2 separate regions of the Oryzias latipes genome follow, and region 1 is linked to region 2. A link is a contact called in public Hi-C data. All regions are on one chromosome and are shown on one strand. The core of a region is the stretch at or near the end of the contact, and the rest is flanking DNA. Distances in the headings are between cores, read along the strand shown. Region 1 holds the start of gphn (gephyrin). Region 2 holds the start of tmem121 (transmembrane protein 121).

Region 1 (6,895 bases), core at 3,773-6,272, 300 kb before region 2:
CCATGATTAATTTTTAGACAATTGCCACTACCAAAGCCAAGTCCTTGATTGGTCAATGTTCGATCTGGCTTAACTTTTAAAGTGCGTAAAATGGCCACACGTTTTGTATGTAGAACCCAAAAATAGTTGTAGAAGCATGCTTATGTAGTATTAAAAGATTTTATTTTATACAGCTTTTATACCGTTTTTAATTACAGCTTTTTATTAAAATACTATTTAAAGTGTTTTTGTCATGAATGTTTTTACTCTTGACATGGGGCTTGCAGCAGATGTGGGGGAAGGGACGCTAGGGGATCAATGGGATTGATCATAAATTGGTGTTTGCTGGCACGTAACCCAATGAATTGTAAGCGTTTGCGTCCAGGGAACGCCCCTCCATGCAGGTAACGGATGATAAAGGGGACCATGTTTTTCATGAATAAACAATAACATCACAGCACATCATGTTAACAGGATGAGGTCCGTGGAGCTCTAGTTATCATCCTCTCCTCAGAAGTGCACCCTACCTCCCCTAAAAAACCTCCTTAAAACACATTATTTAACACACATACACACATACCTGGCCACGTCAGTACCCTTCCCGTGTCTGAGGTCTAAATAGAAATCCTCCCCTTGGTTCTGTCACCTGTCTGAAAGGAAGCAGTTCTAAACGATGGAGTAATGTGAGCCAGAAGTCTCATCTGCTCCCTAGTGACTGTATTCAGGAGCAGCCAGCTGACCTCTGACCCTGACAACAAAGGAGATTGAGCAGTACTCGATACTTCATCAGCATTCTGTCCTCTCCCTTACAAACATGCTTGCTTTCACAATCCGATTCAATCATGTTTAATATTAGAGTAACACATTATACTAAGGTGCCCTTTATTAGGGTTTTTTAATCCATAATTTAAGTACAATTGCATAGGGAAACTTGTATCAGTGCTTTGTTATGCATTAAGTAAGGTTAAATTTTGAACATTAGTTAACTGCTAACTAATTAATTACATAATACACTTAGTAATGTAAAATAATGTGTAATGGTGTTTGTTAACACATTATTTTATAGTTAAATAGTGCTTAACTATGCATTAACTAATGTTAATAAAGAGGAATTTATTGTAAAGTGTTACCACCATTTTTGATAAATAAGCAGTCATAGCAATGACTGATCATACCTTTCTAAACAAACAAGTAACAAATATGATGAAGAACTTTAATGTCCTCATGAACTCTATTTGTCCCCCCAGAGTTTACTTCTCATTTCTTCAGATCTTTGAGAGTACGAGCTTTCCATAAACACACACGAATGTTTCAGAAAGACAAATAAGCCTGTCAGTTGTGCGTCTCAACATCGGCATATGTATTGTCAACACCGCACAGTGAGAGCAAACTGGCAATCTGTCACAAAGCTGGGGATACAGTTGGGGAATCAAGTGACTGATGTAACATGGAAAACTAGATCCACTCTAATGCAAGTTAAAGCTAAAAAAGGATGGATCTGTTTCGACCTCAAGAATGGATCGACTCGAAACACTTCTCGAAAAAAAAAATTTAAATTAGCATGCTAGAAATTGTTTTTTTTCTGTGCTTGAATAGAAATTTTTAAGGTGTCTGAACACAGACATCACCCATGTCTGTCGCTTTGTTTGGGATTGCCCTTGTCTGAAAATACCTCAGTGAGCCATTCGGTTATTTAGATTTAAAATAGGTTTATCCAACATGTCAGTCAGCCTTCTTTGACTTCAAAACAGTCAGCAAGTGCTATGTTGTGGAGGTGGAACATCTAAATCAGAGCTGCCCACTTCTGGTCTTCAAGGGCCACAACTCTGTATCCATTCTCACCCTACTCACTTTGATCTGGAGATTTTATATTCTGAATATCCAAACACATGACGCAGAAAATCAGTAACTGGTAAGGCAGGAATAGCTGGAAAAAGTAGGGTTTTACCTCTCAAAGGCCAGCCCATAGTCCAAACTCTGCTTACTTGAGAATATTTTACTAGTTAATAGCTAACACTGAAAACTCCAATGTTGCTCAAAAATGGCTGATGTTTCTACCAAACAATCAGAATTAGTGAATTTGGTTTACTCCCCCCCCCCCCCCCAGAATCCAGCATCAGCAAGTAACTCTATGAGTGAGATTGTATGAAGACAAAAATCAAAATAAAAAAGGAACAAACATGCAGCCGTTCTAGAGTTTTAAAGTCGTCCAATCTGCTTCATTTGCCCAGGTCACGTCAGAAGCACGTTGGTGATGTGCTTTTCTGTCTGGCCCTTAATTATGGAACAAATCCCTGCATGACATAATAGCAAAACAGTTTTAAACATCAACTAAATACTTCCTGTTTTATAATCGCTTTTAATTCCAAGAAGCTGGTGTCATCTTATTTTGATTTGATTTGTTTATTTCAAGCATTAATTGTAGTCAATACTATAAAAAAGTCACACAGATTCATAAAACTTATTACAGAACTAATGACATGCATAGATATGACAAACAAAAACAAAGACACACTCAACTCACATTTGATTAATTAAATATAGTGATCATTAACTTAAGTCAAGTAAAGCTTGATTTATTGCTTGAATGGGAATGAGTGGGAAGAAGCAAATTTATATAATCCCAACCCTACTCCCCCTATTTAATTTTACTTTTTTAATTTTTTTATTCATACCTTGTAGATATGAAGGTATGTATTTGATTGCTTTTTGCGATTTTGTGTTGTGTTGTGTTCTTTTTAAAGGCTTAGCCATGAGGGGGTCCAAGCCAGGGTCTCATTGTGCCAATCCCAATCAGGTAAATACAGAGGGTTGTGTGAGGAAGGGCATCTAACATAGACTCTTTGCGAAACCAAAAACGTGAATCAGAGTAGCTGATTTGTTGTGGTGACCCCTGAAGGGAAAAACCAAAAGGAAAAGAAAAGTGATTTGTTTTTTTAAAGAATTCTTCTTAACTTGTTCAATTTTAAATATTATTTTTATCTCATTTTACTGTAAAGCACATTGGTACCCAGATGGCAGATGGGAGCCTTGATAAAATTTAGGCTGTGTGTTATGATGTTTTGGAGTTCCAGGTTTATTTGATGTGTTGAGATGGTTCATTGAGATGAAATACTTTATATACATATATATATATATATATATACATATATATATATATATATATACATATATATATATATATATATATATATATATATATATATATATATATATATATATATATATATATATACATACATACATTAAAAATAAAAAAAATAAAAAAAATGCATATATAAAAGAAAATCTATAACTGTGGTAATACTTATGGGTGTTTTGTGTCAAAATTTAAAAAGAACGCAGAAGTGATCATTGCATAGAAGTAAGTAGGGTCAGTCCCTTCAGAAATAGGTTGCTACAAATGTATATTTCAAGCAAAATTGGAAAATGGAGCTTTGTACCTTTAAGTAATTTTAATCACAGCAAGTCAACGACTTTATCTCAAACTGAACAGGCAAAACTCCCATTTGGATGCATATATTTGCTTTTATGTTGCCATATTTGTATATGTCCATGACGGACTGACGGTGTAGATCAACACGATAAGTTAAAATGGCTTTCTTCTTCCTCATTTGTCTGATGCAGCGGTAAGGTCAGTACCGCATCTCTGAGAGTGGATTTCAGCACCGCGGACAGCGCTATCCCTCCATTTGCTGCTGCTGGGGGTTTCCCTGGCAGATTTCAGAGGGGGGGGTCCGGGCGGTCATTCCTCCATTGCTACACCACAGCCTACCACCTCCTACACGCTGGATTTCCATACGGAGGAGGTAAAATTGCGCGTCCGAGATCACCGCTTGCATGAAATATTGATCGACCGCAGCCTCACACAGGATGGACAGAGAGGAGAGGAGATGGGTTTAAAGGGAGATGAGGGGTGCGCGCGCTCGCGGGGTGAGGGGGGGGGGTGTCATTGGACAGCATATATCATGCATTCACCCCACCATCACCACCATCCTTCAATGCAACCCCCCCCCCCCCCAAATGTTTCATTTACGTTCTGATCACTGGATTCACCTGCATGATCCCAACCGTGACAAAGCAATAAGCTAAACACACAAAGTCCCTCAGACACCTACACAGACAAACTGGAAGGTAAAAAGGAGAAAGGGGAGGGGGGGTAATCAGCTTCAACATCATCCGCAGCTCCAATCTGGGTAATCCAAACGTTTGACAGGAGAGATGGCATCAAAGGGAGGCGTCAGGAGCCACGCAGCATCTCTCCATACATGCCAACTTCCCACAAAACGCACAACATGCAAGCGTTTCCACCGACAGCACCGCTGCTTTTTAAGAGGCCAACGATGCGCGCATCATCACCACATCCACAGATTCAGCAACTGTCATGAGCAACACTTCAAAAACCGCTGTGGTCAGCTTGGGTGTCAATAACGCAATCTATGGCCGGGGCATTTTCAGCAGCTGTAATTTTCAGCCCTGACAAGCCCGTCATGAATTATGCAAAACCCATAAACTGGAGCTTTTAAGGTGGAAAACGTGCAGCTGACTGACACAAACCAGCCCAGAGCGCGCGCAGTCGGCTCCAACCGCATATGATACGCGGCCGCTGTCATGGAAATGAGCGCACGCCGGTGAGGAAACAAACCGCGGCGGATGCTGCAGGAAAAGCGGGGAGACCGAGAGACACCAGAAAATAGAAAGAAAAAAAAAGATTAAAAAAAAAAAAATCAAGCCGCCGTCACGAACATCCGGACTGAGAGCCGGCGCGGATCATTCGAGTGATACAAAACTAAAGCATGAAAGAATCCATCCGCGTTTACCTGTCAGGACTCCAACCCTGATTTGGTGGTCGTGGTTCGTTAAAATCATCCCGTCTGACGCCATGTTCAGCAGCGCTGTCGCCCGCACCGAGAACTCACGGCAGGGCCCAGAGCCGATCGCATCGAACTTGGAGGAGAGAGGGAGGGGAGGGTGAGGAAGAGGAGGAGAAACAGAAGGAGGAGGGATGGGATACGGCAAGATTCAGCCAGACGAGGCAAGTAGAAAGCCGAGTGATCATCGGGTCCTCTACGGAGAAGAAGCAGGCAGGATGTGTGGCTTGTTAAAGGGGAAAAACGCGCACACACTCCCGCTGGCCGCCTGCCATAGTAGTAGTGTGGAGCCTTGATTAATTGTTATGAAAGAGCATTTCCTTCTAAGCTTTTGAAACAGACGGACACTGCATCCAGCAGGTCTGCACACCTCTTCTTCATGCATCTGGAGCCATTTTTAGAAACGCCGAGGAAGAAAAGGAAAAAAACAACAACAACACCCAGCTGAGATAAACACCCCCTTTCCAGTCATTTAAAACACACCCGCTTGTTTTTCAGATTCACCCCAAATCCTCCATCAGTCCTCTACCTAAAGATGCCACCTGATTCATCAGGTGAAAGAAAACCCTAAGGAACAAGAACAACACTCAGGAGTGTTGGCATTTCCATACTGGGCTTTAAAGAAAACCATCACCTGCAAAATGCAACAAGACATCAAGCTGTTAGGGTGCATATGTGTAACAGGATGAAATCTGTCTGTTTTAGTTTCACCAAATATTGGCTGTCCCTAAGTTTCTTTCCCCCCTGTATTCAGTGTTGGGTTGATAGCCCCTCCTCCTTCGCTGGTTTGGCGCTTGTTTTCCCTTTCCCCTTTCTGTTTTGTTGACCAGCGGGAGAGGTGGGTGTCCTGTAATGTTAGCGATATGAATCCTCATTTTATGTTAGTTATGTCCAATATTCTCTGTAATTGTTTGAAATTTGTTATGAAAATACAAAAGCCTTTATAGATGTTGACTGTTTATTTCAGTATAAGAATTTCCTGAGCTCCCTCTACCTCTCACCGTCATGTAGGAGCTAATAAGGAATGCCAACACGGTTTCTATTTTCTTTTTGGATAATTGTCAGATCTGCAATAAACGAAGGTGGTCTCCAATGGTGCGGCTGTGTACTGACATCTTTTGACTCCCTAAAACACAACGCAGAAGTGATCCGGATACATATGCTTTCATGATGCACAATTTCTTCATTATTCTAACAATAATCTCTTTTTCATGCATCATTAATGCACACATAGTATCAGTGGAGTAAATGGGGGCATATTTTTTGAGTTTACAGACTCAATTTAAAAACAATAAAATCCATAATTCATGACAATTATTTCCACAATTCATGTGCCATTGTAGCGTTAATGTGTGGCATTAAACCAAAAGTTACAAAGTTATTTTCTTTTTTGAAACCTTCACATTACGTTTTGAATATAGTGTAATTCCTACATCATTGAAAACAACCTATGGAATGGGCAAATGCTCCAGAGAATACTTAAAGTCGGGAGTTGCATTTACATGGGAGCTGTATTCATCAAAAATCACAATCAGGCTCTCGGTTCCTTCCTCCCTGCTTTGCTCTCACACACACCTATTTTGATCCAAAGCTGGGAAAACTTTCCTGGGAAGCTGGAATTCCCCTGTAAGCAAGAATAGAGCAAACAGTATGGCAGCAGAGAGATGAGGAAAGGAGCAGAATGGGGGCCGTCAGGCTGCAGACATCAGGGACCCCATCTGGTGTTCAGGGAGCCATGCTTATGTAAGGTGAGAATAGGTAAACTCTTGCACAAGTGTGTTAGTATAATTGGCTCACAGTCACTGCTGCTGCTAGTTGCCCATGGATAGGTGATGAGGAGGCAATTCCCATCACTGCCCCAACCCCCACTATCCATCACAATAATAAGAGCCTCCACAAACAGAGGTAGCTGTAAGTAAATGCAACTCCTTCCTTGAGCTCTGGGAAGTCCCCTCACTCTCCAGATGCAAACAAAAGAAGCTGTCAGAGGACAGCAGTTTGGCTGTTTGGGTTATGCAACATTAGAGTGGCTTAAGTGGCAGTTC
Region 2 (6,422 bases), core at 1,327-3,826:
TACTCACATGGTTGAGATTTTGAAAGCTAATGAGACCAGACAGTTTTTTTCAATCCAAAAAAGAAAAAAAAATGTAACCTTTGACATGAACATCAAGAATCACAAAATGAGCATGTCTGTGTGTTTTACAACATGCCGCATTTCTCACCTTTACCTCCATTGAGTGTTTAGTTAGTGACCTTATCCTTTTAAATTTTAATCATTTTTTCTATTTTGCACTACAACATATATCTAATATAACCAACATACCCCCAATTTAGCTTGTGACCTTATCGCATTGCATAATACTCCATGTTGCACTCACATAAAGCCTTTACACGTTTTCCTTTTCTCTGGCATTTAGCATTGAATTTTTCTGACTTCTGATTCGGTTGGTTGGTCTTCCAATGTCTTCAGTTAACGGTAAATTGGAAAGAGAAACTTTTAAAGGGATTAAACATTTAGAAGATAAATCCTTGTGGCTTTAATGAAACTCAACAAAGGGACAGAAGGCTCTGCAGGAACAGTTTCCAGGAGCCAAACAAACACAGATCCAATGGGAAGCATCAGAGCAGAAACAAACGATGAGGAAAACAGACAGAAAATGACACAGTATTTGGCAAAGATGTGGACACATTTACATAGTCAAATACTTGCTCTCAAATGAACCTGCTTTTGCTCTGTTTTTGCTCTATATATATATATATATATATATATATATATATATATATATATATATATATATATATATTTCTTTTTAGTGATTCTTGACTCAAATGTGAAAACAATAGAAAGGTTGGGAAAAGATCATTTGAAGAATTATAGTCAAAGACCCACCCCGATCATCGTTTGATATATTTGAAGGTGTTCCCTTTTTATTATGATGCCATTTTTAGCTAAAATTTAATTTGTTTACATAGTTTCTGCAATAGTTCATTCCCACTTGATTTTTATCTTCAAAGTAGATATACAAGCAGAGTTTATGATACTAATAATAATTATTATTATTATAAATGTGCCTTTGAGTTCTGGGTGGGATCATTGGTGTGGAGCAAGCCCGTCCCTCTTCCCATCACTAAGAGCTGAGAGCAGGAAACTTGCGGCCCACCCATCTTACTTTTTATGTCACAAATTTGCTATTTCTTTAAGCAGCATTTTCTTATCTGCTTCTGATTCACAACGATTTGTACATAGAAATACTCAGAAATTGAATTTTAAGCCTAATGTTCCTACTAAGTGTCCTCCATCATCAGAAAAATACCATAAGAGCAAGCTTAAAAAAAAACTGACTTCGTCATCAAAGAAAAGTAAAAAAAGTAAAATAAAAGGACCGTTCCGAAATAAAGATTTTGAAATGAAGCTAAAATAGTACTATTTTGATTAGTTTAGTTTAATTATGTGATTTTTTATGTGTGGTAATAAAATAACTTGGTGTGATGGAGAAGAGCAAGTAAAAAAAAAGTACATTTAAAGACCCACATTTGATTAGCTACAAAAACATAAAGTGCATCAAATCAATTTAACTAAAAAAAAAAAATGAACATTTCTGTCTGAGCGTCAAAAAGTTTTTTTTCTTCTGAGATCCAGATTTGTTGCTGATTTGTGTTTGTCCTCCCGGCTGTTTTGGCATCGAGGTGAAGAGGCTGACCTTGTGGCTTATGCTCCTATTTCTGAACTTCACCAATCTGCCAGGAAACAGTGGAGGAAATATGACATGCTTTCCTTCTTTGGCCTCACGATGATCTGAATTTTTGTCTTCCTGACAAACATAAATATTTATTGATGTTTGTCAGGCAGACAAAAATCAAAAATTGTAAAAAAAAATTAGCTTTTAGTTTAAATATTTAAAAAGGAAAATGCCCTAGTAAGTGATCGTCTCCCCCTTCTGGCAGGGAATATAATGCACGGCCACGGCAACACCTGAGTCAAGGGAAACCCACAGCAGGGGCAATCTTTACCCAAGAAAGTTTGCATGCCTGGAGCATTCAGCAGCTGCCAAGTGATTGCAAGTGCTATACATCCTTGAGAGGTCATCAGCCCGCCGCAGTGCTGACATTAAAACAGACAAGCTTGAATGCTTGAACCTGCAGAAACAGTCGAAAGCGTCTCTTTGGATGACTGAAGGAAACCTTAAAGATCCCTGCTTTATCTGCAATCCAAACCTTTGACTTCTTTGAAAGGACTGCTAAATTTATTTTCTGCAGATATATTTCACAATGCACTAATTTTTAGATGCATTAGTTAAAAGGCTGTCAAATAATCAAACTCATTTTGAGTCAGTTTGTGTCTCTGTATTCTTATTTTGAGAATGGGTATTAATCCTTTTCATCACACGTTTTCTAAATGCTGCCAGCCTGGTCCTGTTGTGATACATGAATGGCATTCTGCCAAATTAATTATCTGATTCATTTAGTTGAATCCCATCTCCAGACTGTCATGATATGTAAGAGGAATATTCTGCGGGAAAACTCCAACGCAGCAGTAAAAGCCCAAATGCAAACACTAAAGGTGACAGGAGCAGCAGCAAACAGATGGTCTTTTCTTCAGAATGAGAAAAAATACAGTAAATTTCGGTTTACATCATTTGTTTAAACGGAAAATGCATTGGAATAAGTCCAGCTGACCATTTATGTATGACTGAAATGCTGACTTGACATTGTTCTTGTCTAATAATTTGCAGTAATTTGTTTTAGTCTGTTGCAGAATGCAAGGCGACCTGTTTTCCATTTCATTCTAACATATTTGGAAGAATGATTGATGGAGGGAGAGAGTGGTGGAGAGACAGAGGGGGGGGGGGGTTAAGCCCATCCGGAGGAAGAAGCCAAGAAGCTTCGGCAATTACACTTGCCAAAGCGGTTCCGTTTACCCAACAGGCTTGGCTTTTCCAACATTTAGGACTCTGACTTTGACCGTCTTGCGCGCTTTCGGAGCTACGACGGCTCCGCGTCCCCCTCCGTCCGCGCGCTGTCGGCCAGGCGCCTGGAGATCCGGGATTCTTCTGAACTTAACCGGCAGTAGCGGCAGTTGTTTGGACCGGTTCTTTTTCATAGCAGCGGATTTACAAAACCTGCACCCCCTCTACCCCTCCTCCTCCTCCCGATCGTTTTCACGGAACCGCAATGAAATTCAGCACCCTGGACAGCGACTGATCCTTTCGGAACCCTGGACAGAGACTTAACGAGGTAAGATGGTAGAGTTTAGCAGCTTTTCCGCCCTTATGTGTTGGGAAAAAAAAGGATCGTGTGAAACAAAATCACTCTGCCCTATATGAGGAATGCACTGGGACTTATCTTAGCGCCACTTTACGCAGAATCCAACCATTTGAACATCTGTGCATAGTTTGATCTTTTCCACTGAGTTATATTTGTCAAGCTGTCAGTTTACTGCTTTTACCAGTCATGCCAGATCATTCTGGAATATGTGGAAGGCTGAAAATCGAAAAGTAGGTCGATAAACCTTGACTTATTTATTTTGTATTTTTTTTCTAAAAAACTTAAGTTTAATTTAAAGCACAAAAAAAAATTAGACGCAACCAGCAGCTCGTGCCTTTAGTGTGCGCGAGAAATCAGCCCAACCACACCACCCCCACCACTGCCGCGCGCACCCTCGTGTGCACGCGGCGACACACAATCACGGCACATGGTCGTCTGTAATCCTCACGTCACCTCATCATATTTCAGAGTGACTCTTTGGTAATGAGCAGCGCTCCTCCCTTTTAGACTGCTCATTTAATTTTGGCTATTAATTTATAAGGTGTTAGCAGTCAGGTTCACCTCCTTATGGGTTTTTCCTGCTCCTGTCACCTTTTAAACCAAGTTAATCTAAAGGTTAATATGAAGGAATAACAGTTGCAAGCCCTGTGGAGCAGCCTTCTGCCTGACATGACTTCTATTTAAGGATTTTTGTCCACAAAAAAAATGACTTACTCTTCTGTCTTTAGAAATGTTCTATAACATACGTTTTCTCCTTCAAATATCCAAAATCCTAACATAAAATCCATAAATTAACAAAGAAAACGATTGTTTTAGTAATATATATGATCATTATGCAATGTAATATTTAGTCTATGTATGGAATGTGAAGAACAGACACATTTGTTTATATTCTGTTATCTCTAGCTGTTGCTCAGAATAAGTGTCCAACCCCAAGCCTGGTCCCCTTGCCTTCTCTTTGCTCAGCTGTCACACTCAAAATGTTTCTGAAGAATTAATTCCCCCAATCCAAAGGTCAAAAAATGCCTCAGTTGGGCTTGTTCTGAATAAGAAGTGTCCCTCTGGGATATATCTTTATTTTATGCTGTTGAGCAGCTTCAAAAATAATTCAACACAGATCTAAACACGTGTGAATCCAGACTGATTTTACTGAAGTTCATTAGGATTTTGATTATGTTTAATATTTGAAAGCTCTTGGCCTTGCATTAAGTGTGTCTGATATGTTGGCTTAGACTCTGAGTGACAAGAATTAAGTGGGAGCAAGAACTGTGAATCATAGTAGAGATTTTGCTACAGGGCTCTAATCCCTTGTCCTTGAACCAAAGAAAGCGCATATTGATATGCCAGTTCTGCCTCTGGGCTATTAAGCTCTGGGCGCTACTGTATAGAAACTGCCGCTCTATATCACTGGGATGATGAACTAAATGCAAATTAATCTTTCATGCTCAATTTATCATCCAATAAACAGGACGTGGATTTGAATATGAATGGTGGCCTGACAAAGGCCAGGCCCTCCATCAGCTTTTGATACCTTTCTTTAACTGTCATTCCATTGATAGAAATGGAGATGTCAGGGTTGGATGGGTAGGATACAGGATGCTTGACTTGGAGTATTTGTTGTATCTTCAGGCGTCTTTGTAGGCATAACAGTTTAACGGTTGTTTGCCACCCAGGGGGTTTGCTGGTGTTCTGTCTGAAACTGAAACTGGAACTGCAATTCACTAACAAATAAGGCACGGTATTTGGCCTTAGGGGAAGTGCTTGTAAGCCTGTGTTGGTATCCTGGACCAAGCAGACTGCTGGGCTTCAGAGTTTTGCATTACACAGATTGCAGATCCAGTAGCTTTTCATGAGTGTGCACTTTCCATGCTCTTTGCTCAGTGGATTATGTCCCAGCATGACTAGAATTCCATTTGAGGCTCTCTTTAAATTCCGTCCCATGCTGGAAACGCAATTAAATTCAATAATGCTATAAATACATGACGGGCCAGTCTGAAAATCAAGCAGGCAGAGGTGCTGAACACCCACTCGGCATCCTCTCCCCACATTCCCCTTTTCAATCATCCCAGGCCAGCAAAAGCCCCACCCCCACTCGCCCTGCTGCACAGTGAATTGTGGTCAATTTGAATGATCAACGGAAGACAGCCTGGGAGGCTATGGCTGTCAGAGGGAATATTAGGCCACAATGAGCCGCCCCAATAAAAATCTGCATGTCTGTAACGGCTGTGTCATTATTCTCGTCCCTGTGCGTGTTTCCATAGCTCCCTTTGGCACAGCGAGGAACTAGAGAAATGAGAGTGTGCTGTCTTGCTGTGCTAGGCTCTACTGGCCAAGGCTGTAGCATACTATCCTAAGCTGCGTGTTTGTGTGCTGCGCTTTGCTCTGCCGTCATTAGCTGAAACACAGCTGCGGTTGTATCTGATGCAGCAAGCACTCTGCTCATCACATTGGTTTTCAGTCACCGGTTTTCCTCTTCAGAACCCCAGTGCTTCAGAAGGGTTACAATATCACTGACATAATAGCATCTACTCAGATCAATAGCCAAATGGGGCAGTGAATCAATAGCAACTATCCTGTACAAAAATGTGGTCATGGGAGTGGCAGAGGGACAGCAGTCGGCAGCCATCTCATGTTTAACCTTGGAAATTCTTTGTTCTTTAATTATGGATGGAAAATTTGGAACTTATTTACAAGCCGTGCATTATAGATTGCTGCATCATCAATGCTAATTTGAGTTTGGCATTTTAAAAGATGGCAACACTTTTTCCCGGGTGCTGCCTCACCCTCTGATCACAAAAACAGCACCACCGTGAAATGAAAGCTGAAAGTCCATCAGTAAACACATATTAGTAGTTTGGATGTCTCTGGACTTTCCAACAACCGCTTTATGGCCCGTTTTTTTCACTAACCAGTGGTTTCTGAAATCAAGTAAGCTGTAGTGCTCACACATTCAATTAATGGTTTGTTTTCCCGGAGGAGCTCAAGAATTCATTGGCTTTTTAAGTGTTAAATGTGCTTTTATCTGAGCCAAGCCTAAAGAGCTTTCGCGATCAAACTGGGATTTTACATGCAACAAGTCAGCGGCAAAAAATATTTATGCTCTTTTATCTAAGATGAAACAACTCTTGCAATGATAGAGAAAAAAAAACTGTTGAATTATCCAACTGAAATGTGTTGTATTCTGCATCCAAAGGAAAACTTGCAGGCAAAAAAAGTAACTAGGTGAGGGTC

What was found. Hi-C and Micro-C count contacts between places; a contact is called where the count stands out from the background.
Region 1: a Hi-C map of embryo shows a contact between it and region 2, with 3 times the contacts expected there. The contact joins the promoter of gphn here to the promoter of tmem121 in region 2. A contact is called at or near these places in 2 of 5 Hi-C or Micro-C datasets (both in embryo).

What each region holds. Positions count from the first base shown.
Region 1 is chr24:5,756,457-5,763,351 of ASM223467v1, reverse strand. gphn (gephyrin) reads right to left here and starts at 5,022. Exons shown (of 25, transcript XM_023953011.1): 1 at 4,800-5,022. The coding sequence starts at 4,863.
Region 2 is chr24:5,451,336-5,457,757 of ASM223467v1, reverse strand. tmem121 (transmembrane protein 121) reads left to right here and starts at 2,576. Exons shown (of 2, transcript XM_004083426.4): 1 at 2,576-3,161.